Regions from separate parts of the Oryctolagus cuniculus genome. Here region 1 is linked to region 2. Evidence: chromatin contacts called from public Hi-C data. All regions are on one chromosome and are shown on one strand. The core of a region is the stretch at or near the end of the contact, and the rest is flanking DNA. Distances in the headings are between cores, read along the strand shown. Region 1 overlaps DYRK1A (dual specificity tyrosine phosphorylation regulated kinase 1A). Region 2 overlaps DYRK1A (dual specificity tyrosine phosphorylation regulated kinase 1A).

The links. A called contact is a pair of places that touch in the nucleus more often than the background predicts.
Region 1: a Hi-C map of psoas muscle shows a contact between it and region 2, with 5 times the contacts expected there. The contact joins two enhancer-like sites. A contact is called at or near these places in 3 of 6 Hi-C or Micro-C datasets (ear pinna, psoas muscle and an unstated tissue).

The regions. Positions count from the first base shown.
Region 1 is chr4:7,575,466-7,580,506 of mOryCun1.1, reverse strand. The region is part of intron 1 of DYRK1A (dual specificity tyrosine phosphorylation regulated kinase 1A); the gene reads left to right. Among named protein-coding and RNA genes, the nearest start is that of DYRK1A, 6.8 kb to the left of the region's middle. Within about 2 kb of position 2,821, at least 1 of the 8 cell types and tissues checked has an H3K27ac peak or open chromatin away from gene starts, as enhancers often do.
Region 2 is chr4:7,496,620-7,502,102 of mOryCun1.1, reverse strand. The region is part of intron 1 of DYRK1A (dual specificity tyrosine phosphorylation regulated kinase 1A); the gene reads left to right. Among named protein-coding and RNA genes, the nearest start is that of DYRK1A, 85 kb to the left of the region's middle. Within about 2 kb of position 4,127, at least 4 of the 8 cell types and tissues checked have an H3K27ac peak or open chromatin away from gene starts, as enhancers often do.

The sequences.
Region 1 (5,041 bases), core at 1,572-4,071, 80 kb before region 2:
CACGACATTTTAGTGGTACCCATTAGAAACTTAACCAGCATGAAAAATTACTGTGTACTGGAAACTGAAACATGAATGTCAGCCCAATTTTTTAGAGGCTGTAACATTCAAGATAAATGAAAATATTCTGCTTTAGTGCAATATCTTGTTTGGCATTGTGGACAGTAAATAAAGACCCTTGAAAATTATTTCCTCTGTATTTTCTGATACCTACCACTTAGTTTTATTTATGGAAAGTTATTGTGTATTGTGTTCATGACTTAACTACGTAGGGCTGGGGAGTGTTTAAAGAACTTGGGTTTTCATAGTATTTTGAATATTTAGCTACAAAGGCAGAGTTGAAGGTAACTTATTACAAACATTGCTACAAGGACCTTTGGCATGCGTTTCGTCTTGTAACCATGCAGAGAGAATGCTGGTTTGTATTGCATTTTGACTGTTACTTGAAAACCATGTTTGGTTTTTTAAAATTATTATGCTGTCATATAACTTCATCTATAAGTACTTAAGTGTTTTTTTTTTAATTATTCCATTTATTTGAAAGGCAAAGTTATAGAGAGGCAGAGGGAGAGAGAGAGAGGAGACAGAGGAGAGAGAGAGAGAGAGAGAGAGAGGAGACAGAGACAGAGTCTGCTGGTTCACTCCCCGATGGCCGCAGCGCTGATCTGAAGCCAGGATCCAGAGCTTCTTCCGGGTCTCCCACGCAAGTGCAGGGGCCCAAGGACTTGGGCCATCTTCTACTGCTTTCCCAGGCCATAGTAGAGAGCTGGATCAGAAGTGGAGCAGCTGGGACTCAAACCAGCGCCCATACGGGATGTCAGCACTGCAGGCAGTGGCTTTGAAAAAGAAATATCTTAGAAGTTTAGTTTGCCCAGAAGTGTTTTCATGTACATGTTTATGATTGGCAGGTATCTAGCTAAGGGAAGAAAATTTGGATAGAAGTACTTGCATCAGGGGTAGGAAGGGAATAGTCTTTTACATGACATGAAAAGTAAGAGTAGTGGAAGAGGGGCGTAACTTGTGACCTTGTTGGTATCAGTAATTAGGTTTGTGTCAGTTTATTTTGCTTTGGCCTTAGCTTTCTCCTAACGGGAGAGCTTTCATATTTCCTGTGCTCACCTGTCAGTCCTCCCTCCTCCCTGATACCCCTTCCTCCCCTACCCCCAGGAAAACCTAACCATCCAAACCTATCAAGACCCCAGAACTTCATGGAGTCTTTAATCAAAAACTTGGCACTTTGTTCCCCAAATTATTATTAGTCTTATATAATATCTTACAGTCTTTTATAGAATTCTTGAGTAACTTAAACTGTGGACTAAGAGTGTTTTATTTCCTGGTGAGTGTTTTGGTAATTTTACTTCCATAAACAGTTGTCTTTTTGATTTGGAAGTAAAGATATTACTTGAAACTTGTCAAGACATGGTCGCCTGAAACTTGATCCTAACACAGTGGCCTTGTCAGAAGTGAGTTGTGCGCCTGTGTAGTAAGTAGCACTTAACGTGTACCGAGTGGCTGTGCCTTCTAACAGACTCCTCAGCACATGTTATCTTGGCCATTGGGCAATCAGTAGTTTGATGGTAATTCATAGCCCAAACTTTGCACAAATTTTGGTTAAAAATTTGGGGGAGTTAAGGTTTGTGTTTACTTACATGTAAAAACCCAGCAAATAATTTTTAAATTACCTAAAATTTCTCCTCCGTTTTCTTTCCATGAGGAAATCTTTTGAAGTCTTTCCCTTTGTCCCCTCTGTTTTGTTCAACTAGAATGAAAAAGTCCAGCCCAGGAAGTCAAGAGGCCTTAGGTTCACGTTTTGGTGTAGGAAAGAAACAGTGACTGGGAAACACTGCATCGGGTAAACCAGCTGACTGTTGTTGAAAAGTTGATGCTTTTGCTTTCAAGTCCTATTGACAGGCTCCATTATGAGTTAACATTTCTTAGTAGAGGTAGTACCTTAACACTGAACACTGAAGTGGTTCCTTGTGGGCCAGCTTTTTGCTAAATATAGAACCATTTTGGATTCTTGTCAATTAGTTCTACCACAGCTATGTGCTGTCTGTTCAAGGAGGTTTTTTTTAATATTGTTAAAACTAAGTTTTGGCAAAGTATATGCATACATGTTATGTGTATTTTTTCTGTTTGAGGACACATGCTCAGTGAGTACTGGTTTAAAATGTGTCTCGGTACTCTTGCCTGCCGATGAATTATTTTGAGTTTAATTTCCCCATAATTGAAATACTGTTTATTTTTTGGAGGGCCTAGTGAACACGAGAGGAAACTGATTTTCAGAATCATTTTTGTTTTAAGTAATAGCTCATTAAGTAATCTTAGAATTTTTCCAAGTTATGAAATTTCCAATAAAGTTTTTTTTTTTTTTTTTAAATTATGGGCATTTGTGGTTAAGGTTTGCATCTTGGCACACGGGTTTGGGTAGAAGATGCTCTAGCTGTGACACCTGTCCAGAGACTGCTGGCTGTCTCGTTATGGGTAGCAGGTGAGGCAGCATGGTCCCATGGGAAGATCTTTGCCTGGGAGTTGGTGAGCTGAGCATCCCGGGCCAGGCAGATCTGTGTGCCCCGAGCTTCTGCCGCTCAGTGGCTGTGTCAGCAGCAGACTGGCGGGTGGGAGCCACGCAAGGGTCCTTGTAAAGACTGAGAAAACGCGTGCACACTTCTTCGTAGCCTCTTCTCGCCTTTCGCTTCCCTGCTGTCCATTTATGCTCATCCTAGGGTCTCGGGGAGGCCTTCCTCAAGCCCCAGTCCAGGTGAGGTTCCTTGGCCATGCATTCTTCTTGGCCAAGAAAGGCCCTCTGCCTTTTTCTAATTATATATTACTCACTTGATGTCTGTCTCTTCCTGTCCGTTAGATTGTAAGGTCTGTTTGGACAGCAGTCCATGTTGATTATGGCTGTGACTCAGTGTCTGGCACACACCCAGTAACAGAGATTGAGGGGACTTGAGAAAGTTTGTGGAGAATAGAACTGAAGTGTTTATTTTAGTGCAAAAAGTTTTTGAAATTCACACACAATGCTTTGATAACATTCACTTCCCGTTAGCTACTTGTAGACCCATCCCATACATGGAGTTGATGAGTTGGGGAACCTGCGTGTTGAATCCTGCCTGGTTAACTCCATGATCTTCGGCAAAACAGCTTCTCTACTCGTCAGTATCCTATAAGCCAAATGTGGTTAGCACCAGTTAGCTTGCTCAGGATTTTGAGCACATAAAATGAGATACTATAATGAGATTCTTTTTAAGAGTGTAAAATGCCATATTAGTTGGAGCTGGTACAATGGTAGTAATCTCAGTTGTGGGGTTTCTATAGGAGGTTTTATTGTGACAAAAAAGGCATTTAGAGTTTTAGCTTTTCTGAGTTGATCAGTAGTGATTGCTTACTTAGTATTTCTTAATAATTTTTTTTTGACAGGCAGAGTTAGACAGTTGGCAGAGATTAATTTAAACTTTCTCTGTGCATTAGTTAGGATGCGGATGGGACTTATGTCTGACTAAATGCAGTGGCTTCCGTGGGAAGTTTATTTTTCCGTCATAAAACAACAGGATAGGTGCTCTAAGGCTGCTGTGCGGCTCCGTGACACAGGGACACTTGGTTCTCTCCTGTGCTTGAGGAGATGCCGTGTTCCTCAGCGTGAGGCTGCGCCCCAACACAGCGACGGTCCGGGAATAGGGTACGGGAAGGCACACCCCTTTCCATTAAAGACAGATCTGGAATGGGCATACGTGACTTCTGTTTATATCCTATTGGCTAGAACTTAGTTGTGTGCTATATTTAGCTGCAAAGGAGGCTGAGACTGTGGTCTTTGGCAGGGCGGCTCTTTGTTTCTACTGAAGAATGGAGAATGATGAAAAATACTGCCAGTCACACTTTCAAATGTTTTTGAAGAAACTTCCAGAAACACACTTTGAAATGACAGCTAATTGCACTAATTAATAAATCTTGTTTTCTATATTTGGTTGTTAATCTTTTGAACTATAAAGTACAAATTCAAATAGATCATCTGTTATGTAATATATGTATGTGTATATTTATGGTTAGAAAAATGTAGCTTATGCTTTCAGTATTGCATAATAACATTTTCTGATACTTTTCTGGTATAACACGATTGCTGTGATCATATCCTTTGTAAACAGTATTTGCAACCTTCAGCTTTTAGGTCATTGTTACTAGCCCACTGGACGGTGCTGTGTGTTCTTGCTCCTGTCTTCAGCAAGCAGTGCTAGAATAACCCTTGGATCTTGTCAGAATTTCAGTAAATGCTTGAGTTACTGAACATTGTAAGAAGTATGGTAGCCATGATGCTTGAAATAACTTGCTGTCCAGTATCTTTCTCTGTAGTTTCTGTGGCTTTTTTTTTTTTTAATTATTTTTTGAGAGAGATGGGGATGAAGGGGGTGAAGGAAGACAGAATCAAAGAGTCAGTCACTCCCCAGATGCCCACAACAGCTGGAAGATGTGGGGGCTGCGGAAGCGACACTGGGAACTCAGTCTGGGTCTTGATTTCACCAGTGCCTCCCACGGTTTGCAACAGCGGGGAGCTGGAGTCAGGATCCAGGGCTGGGAATTGAACCTGGGTGTGGTGGTGTGGGACATGGGTGCTCCAGCCATACATGGGCGTTAAGTAATTTCCAGGCCCAAATTGTGGGTTTGAAAAAAGAGGCAGAGAGTGGATTCCTTTGAACTCAAATGTTAAGTCTAGAGAGGACTTGGGAAAACTCTTCTGGAGAACGTGTCAGGTTACATGGTTCTCGGGCTGGCTCTTTTCTTCTCTGGGTTGGAGTGATGCTCTGGAGCTGGCGTTCCTGGTGAGGACTCCAGGCAGCTCCTCGGCGGTGGAGCATTTGAGAGGCACTGAAGGGAATGGATGCAGATAGCTGAGTGAGTGACCAGTGCCGCAGAATAAATTGGGTGCATATGGGACGGCGCTGTGGCGTCATGAGTTAAGCCACCTGCGATGCCAGCATCCCATACGGGCGCCATTCAAGACCCGGCTGCTCCACTTCCAATCTAGCTCCCCGCTAATGTGCCT
Region 2 (5,483 bases), core at 2,878-5,377:
TGAATTCCCTAGTAAGTAGTGTGTGTGAGCCATCGAGTTGGAGGATTGAGACATTGTGAGAGACATGCGCGGCTTCAGGAGGGACTGCAGGTTTAGTGTTTGGAGTTAGAGAATTCATTTGGGTGGAGTTTATAGTAAATCTGGCATAACTTGGTTAACATTAATTCAGCCAATCAAGTATGGAACCTTTTCCTGGGATTCGAAGTATACCTGCAAAAATACCAGTCTGCCTCTGTCCTATGGACCTCACTTTGCTGTGAACAATTAGGAGGTGAAAGAAGAGAGAGAATGAAGATGAAGGGTTTTCCCAAGGAACCTAGAGAGAAGGTGGAGAATGATTCACCATGCTGGGGACAGGACGGGGTTTTTAGAAAATGAGAAGCCTGGATGAGTGAGAGAGGATTGTCGTGGAAATGGAGAGCCAGGAGAAGGTATTTGTCATTGCAGAAGAGAGAGAAAGTAGTTTGCTTCTTGGGAAAAATGGGGAAAAGGTCTAAGTAGAAATTTCAGATTGCAGACAATTCAAAATTAATGGTGAATTGGTAGACATTCTTGCTGTGCCACGAAAGGGTGGCAGGTGAGAGAGAAGAGCTGGGTGGAGGGGGACGAGCATTGTGATTTTTCTGGTAGATGATGTACCAGATATGTTTGAAGAAAGATTGAAAGTAGAGCCGGCGCCGCGGCTCACTAGGCTAATCCTCTGCCTAGCGGCGCCAGCACACCGGGTTCTAGTCCCGGTTGGGGCGCCGGATTCTGTCCCGGTTGCTCCTCTTCCAGGCCAGCTCTCTGCTGTGGCCAGCGAGTGCAGTGGAAGATGGCCCAAGTGCTTGGGCCCTGCACCCCATGGGAGACCAGGAAAAGCACCTGGCTCCTGGCTCCTGCCATCGGATCAGCGCGGTGCGCCGGCCGCGGCGGCCATTGGAGGGTGAACCAACGTCAAAGGAAGACCTTTCTCTCTGTCTCTCTCTCTCACTGTCCACTCTGCCTGTTAAAAAATTAAAAAAACAACAACAACAAAAAAAAGAGAAGTGGGAGGTGACGCGATGATGGCTGACTTCCCAGAGGAGGAAGGCAGGGCACAGCGAGGTGAGGACAGGGATCAGCAGCTCAGCTAGCACGTGGGGTCAGGGTCAGCCCTGGAGCTCCCAGCGCTGGGGCCTGTTCTCTGTGGCACCACCTCCTGCTGCCTCTACTATGTTGTTTTAAAGAAGCCCTTCACTTATTTTATATGTAGTGTTTCTTTGAGGGAAATTAATGTTATGAAGTTGCAACATTAGCCTCATTTGTTGCATTCTATAACTTTTCTTGCCTCTCAGTTTACTCATTTTACATAAAATGGATGACCCAGCCCTGTCTTACTTTAGCCTCTCCAGAGAAGTAATGTCTCTGGAAGCATGGCCTGATAACTTCTTGTGGAACACATTGAAGTAACTGCAGTACTGTTACGATAAATACTGCAGTGGGTGCGACTCAGAAAACAAAGTTAATACATTGCATTAGGAGAAATTCATAATGAAAACAGATATGTGGGAATTTTTTATCATTTCAATATATTGTTTTTATCCTATTTAATGAAAGTCACTGATGGGGAAATTGGCACTGCTTTCCAGATTTTAACATATTCCTACATCTCCACTATATAGGGATCTCTACTGAGCCTTGGAAGAAGTTAGGATCACACAGTGAATTAGTGGAGCTGAGGCTACAGTTGGTTTATTCTGTCCAGTGTGGTGTTTGCTGAGTGCATGTTATAAGCTGACGTTACCAGAGAGATCAATAGTGCTAAGTCCTGTGCTGGTACTACTGCTTATGGCTGACAGGGTGTAGTCTCCAGAAAGGCGGCAGTTTTGTTCTCGACGTACTTATTTAATTTTTTTAAGATTTTATTTTATTTGAAAATCAGAGATAGAGAGAGAGAGACATAGAGATCAAGATCTTCCATTCGCTGGTTCACTCCTCAAATGACAGCAGTAGCTGGGTTAGACCAGGCTGAAGCCAGAAGACAGGAGCTTCATTTGGGTTTCCCAGTGGGTGGCAGGTGCCTGTGTACTTGGACCATCTTCCACTGCTTTCCCAGGCGCATAAACAGGGAGCTGGATCAGAGTGGAGCAGTGCACATACAGGATGTGAGCATCTCAGGAGGCAGTTTGATCTGCACCACAGCTCCTGCCCCCATGTGTTTACTGTGGTCTCCAGGTATGTGTTAATTCTGTGTGCATTAAGGTAGGTCAGCTGGTGTGGCAAACATACTTACCTAACGTTTTAGTACATGTTTGTTTCTAATGACTGTCACATGAGAAGGTATCGGCACTGTTCTCCAGTTATTTGGAGACCAAACTGTTGACTTATTTCCTGTCTTAAATATAACATTATCCAAAGGTTGTTCTGGGTTTTGAGTCGTTGAATGGAGGTCGCCTGGAAATTTTCTCTTGGGAAGTTTTGGTGGATCAGGCCTACTAGTGCTGTTACTTCTGTTGACATTCCATTGACCATCTGTGGTCACGTGGCTCTGCTAACTGCAAGGGAGGCTGGGGACGTAGTCTGTGTCAGTCAGGAAGAGAAATGCTTTTAGGTATCAATTAGCAGTCTTTAGATGTGGAAATGTAGTGACTATAAACATCACCAGCAAGACATTGGCATGTGGTGTATCTCAAGTCTGCATAATTACTTTCTTAGCTTCCCTTGATTTTGCTGAATTATCCCTCCCCCATCACTCCACACTGGTCCCGTTTTTGGAGGATTGTGTCCTCCATTGTTCATTTACATGTGATATTCAGATCGCTTGGTTGTGGTCAACAGAAACCCATCCCTTTCTAACTTGGGCAGAAAATGAATTGATTGCAAGGTTAAAAGTCGTTCCACAGAATAGAATCTGAAGCTGAAGACTGCTAGAAAAATAAGTGCAGTCCAGAGTGGCAGGTTAAGGGACACAAGCAGGCCTGATTGCTCCATAGGTCAGTCCAGGCAGGGGCTGTACCTGGTGTGTGGCATGGGATTGCTGCGTGAACCTCAGCCTTCCTGCCCCCGCTGGGGACGTTCGTTCTCTCTCTCTCTCTCTCTCTCTCTCTCTCTCTCTCTCTCTCTCTCCCCACACCTGGTAGCAGTGACCTCCCAGGATGCAAGTCCTGAGCAGAAACACGGGGCTGTCCAAACTTCTCATTGACCAAGCCTTGGAGATTGTACTAGGAGGCATGGCTTTCCTGCCTCCCACGATTCCTGTCTGCAAGCTATTCAGACATCAGGTGCCCCCCAAATGACAGATACCTGCTTGAGAGCCTTTTTTATCAGGAGAAGTATTTTGTAGGGTAGGAAATTGTGTTCCTCTTGATTTTGCTACTGACCATTTGGGGTAAGTTTGTTTGTTTGTTTGTTTGTTTGTTTGTTTAAGATTTATTTACTTATTTGAAAGAGTTACACAGAGTGAAGGAAAGACAGAGAAAGAGGTCTTCCATCTGCTGGTTCACTCCCCAATTGGCCGCAACAGCCGGAACTGCGCCCATCGGAAGCCAGGAGCCAGGAGCTTCTGGGTGTCCCACATGAGTGCAGGGGCCCAAGCACTTGAGCCATCTTCTACTGCTTTCCCAGGCCACAGCAGAGAGCTGGATTGGAAATGGAGCAGCCAGGTCTTGAACCGGCACCCATCTGGGATGCTGGCATTGTAGGCGGTGGCTTTACCTGCTGTGTCACAGTGCTGGCCCCTGGAATAAGTTGTTAAATCTCTTGATTGCTGTTGCCCTCTGCATAAGTTGAGACGGGGGATTTAGATGTCTGACAGTGTCTGTTCACTTATTCACTGATGGAGTAAATACTTAGTGAGTGTCTCTCATGTGTTGGCAAAAAGAATTGAGTACCAGACCCTTACCTGTTGTGGTGGGCCGGTGAGCAGAGTCGTCGTTCTAGTACAGTTGGGGTGACGTGTTCCAGCAGTCCAGCCCCGGATGCTGTAGGACCTCACAGGGAAGAGTGTTGTGGCAGGGGATTCAGGGCTCACTCTGCTGCTTTCACTGGTTCACTGGTTGTCTGCTTTAAGCCTTTGTGTTGTTGCAGTTGTGGGAACATAGCAGTACAGGAGACCAGTGCCCTCCCTCCAGGCACTAATTGTGGGGCTGTACTGACAGTTGTGGCCGGCAGCTTGCTTGGTGCTGTGGCGACTTTGAACAGCCCGCTAAGGATGGAGCAGGGGAGCAGTTCCCTTTAGGACTGTGGGAAGTTTCTTAGACAAGATGACGTTTGCTCTAGTTCCTGGACTTTGAGCTCGAGATTTCGAGGAGCATACAAGAAGCGAACAGGGACTGCTGTGCTGGCGCTGTTGCAGAATGGCGGTGTTGGTTCACCAGATGGAAGGGGTGTCACGGGAGAGCAGGAGAGCAGCAGGGGGGCCAGTGCGGTGACAGAGATGTCGACTCTCCCCTGAAGCCTTTGGGTGTTTAACGTGTCATGGATTTGACCCTTTTTTCAGGCCATGAGCTTCGATGGCAGTGGGGAGAATGAATGGAAGGCACGGGGTCTGCGTAAGGAAGTCTCTGCAGAACCCCCCCTCAACACACACACCCCGGGCCGGCATCTCGTGAGATTTTCACAGAGTATGGGCATAAGCAGCTGGGGTTGTGAGACATTCCAGAGGCCAGAGTCACAGAATGTGGTCAGACTGGAGGAAAGGGATTGGAGAGGTGGAGCTGAAAAAGTGATAGAGGGGTGGAGATGCCGTTTATAGAACTGGGTCAAACTTGGCGCTCCTGCCCGCTCCCAAGCCTAGGCAGACGTGGTTAAATATAGTATGCCGTGCTTTCCAGCTGAGGCTGAAGTTAGCTTTGGAATCTTTTCTATGATAGTGAGCGCTCCAGCCAGCCACTGCCGGTCGGGGCACTTCACTGCTGAGGGCCATGCCTGGGAGGGAGTGTGGGGGAAGGATCTCACCACTTCTGGTCCCCTTTGGCCCTGTTTTATTTTCTTCAGAACACTCATCGCTTTCTGCAGTTGTCACATTCCTTTTTTTCTGTTGTTTTTGTTTATTGTCTGAGGATTGCACCCCCCGGTAAAACACAGTGCGTGCCGGAATGCCTGAATCCCACCTGTCGTCTTCACATTCACATCCTGAACGCTGAAAATAGTGTTGAGAATGACACTGTCCAATAGAAATACAATAGAAACCATTTATGTTACTAAATAATTTTTACCAGTCATATTTAGAAACAAGTAAAAAGTATATGGAAATATTATTTTAATTTGAAATTTGAACAGATGATAATGAGATCATTCACATCCTTTTTTGGTCCCTCTCTGAATCTTGTAGTTGTACATCTATAGCACGTCTCAGCTTTGACAACCTCGTGTCAGGTGCTCAGTAGCCACGTGTGACTGTTGGCTACCACATAGAATGGTGGAGGTCTGAAGTATAGCAGGGATTTGATAGGTGTTAAATACATGAATTTGAGACGAGAATTAAAGGCTGCATATAGAATCGAGGAAGGAGTCTGCTTTCC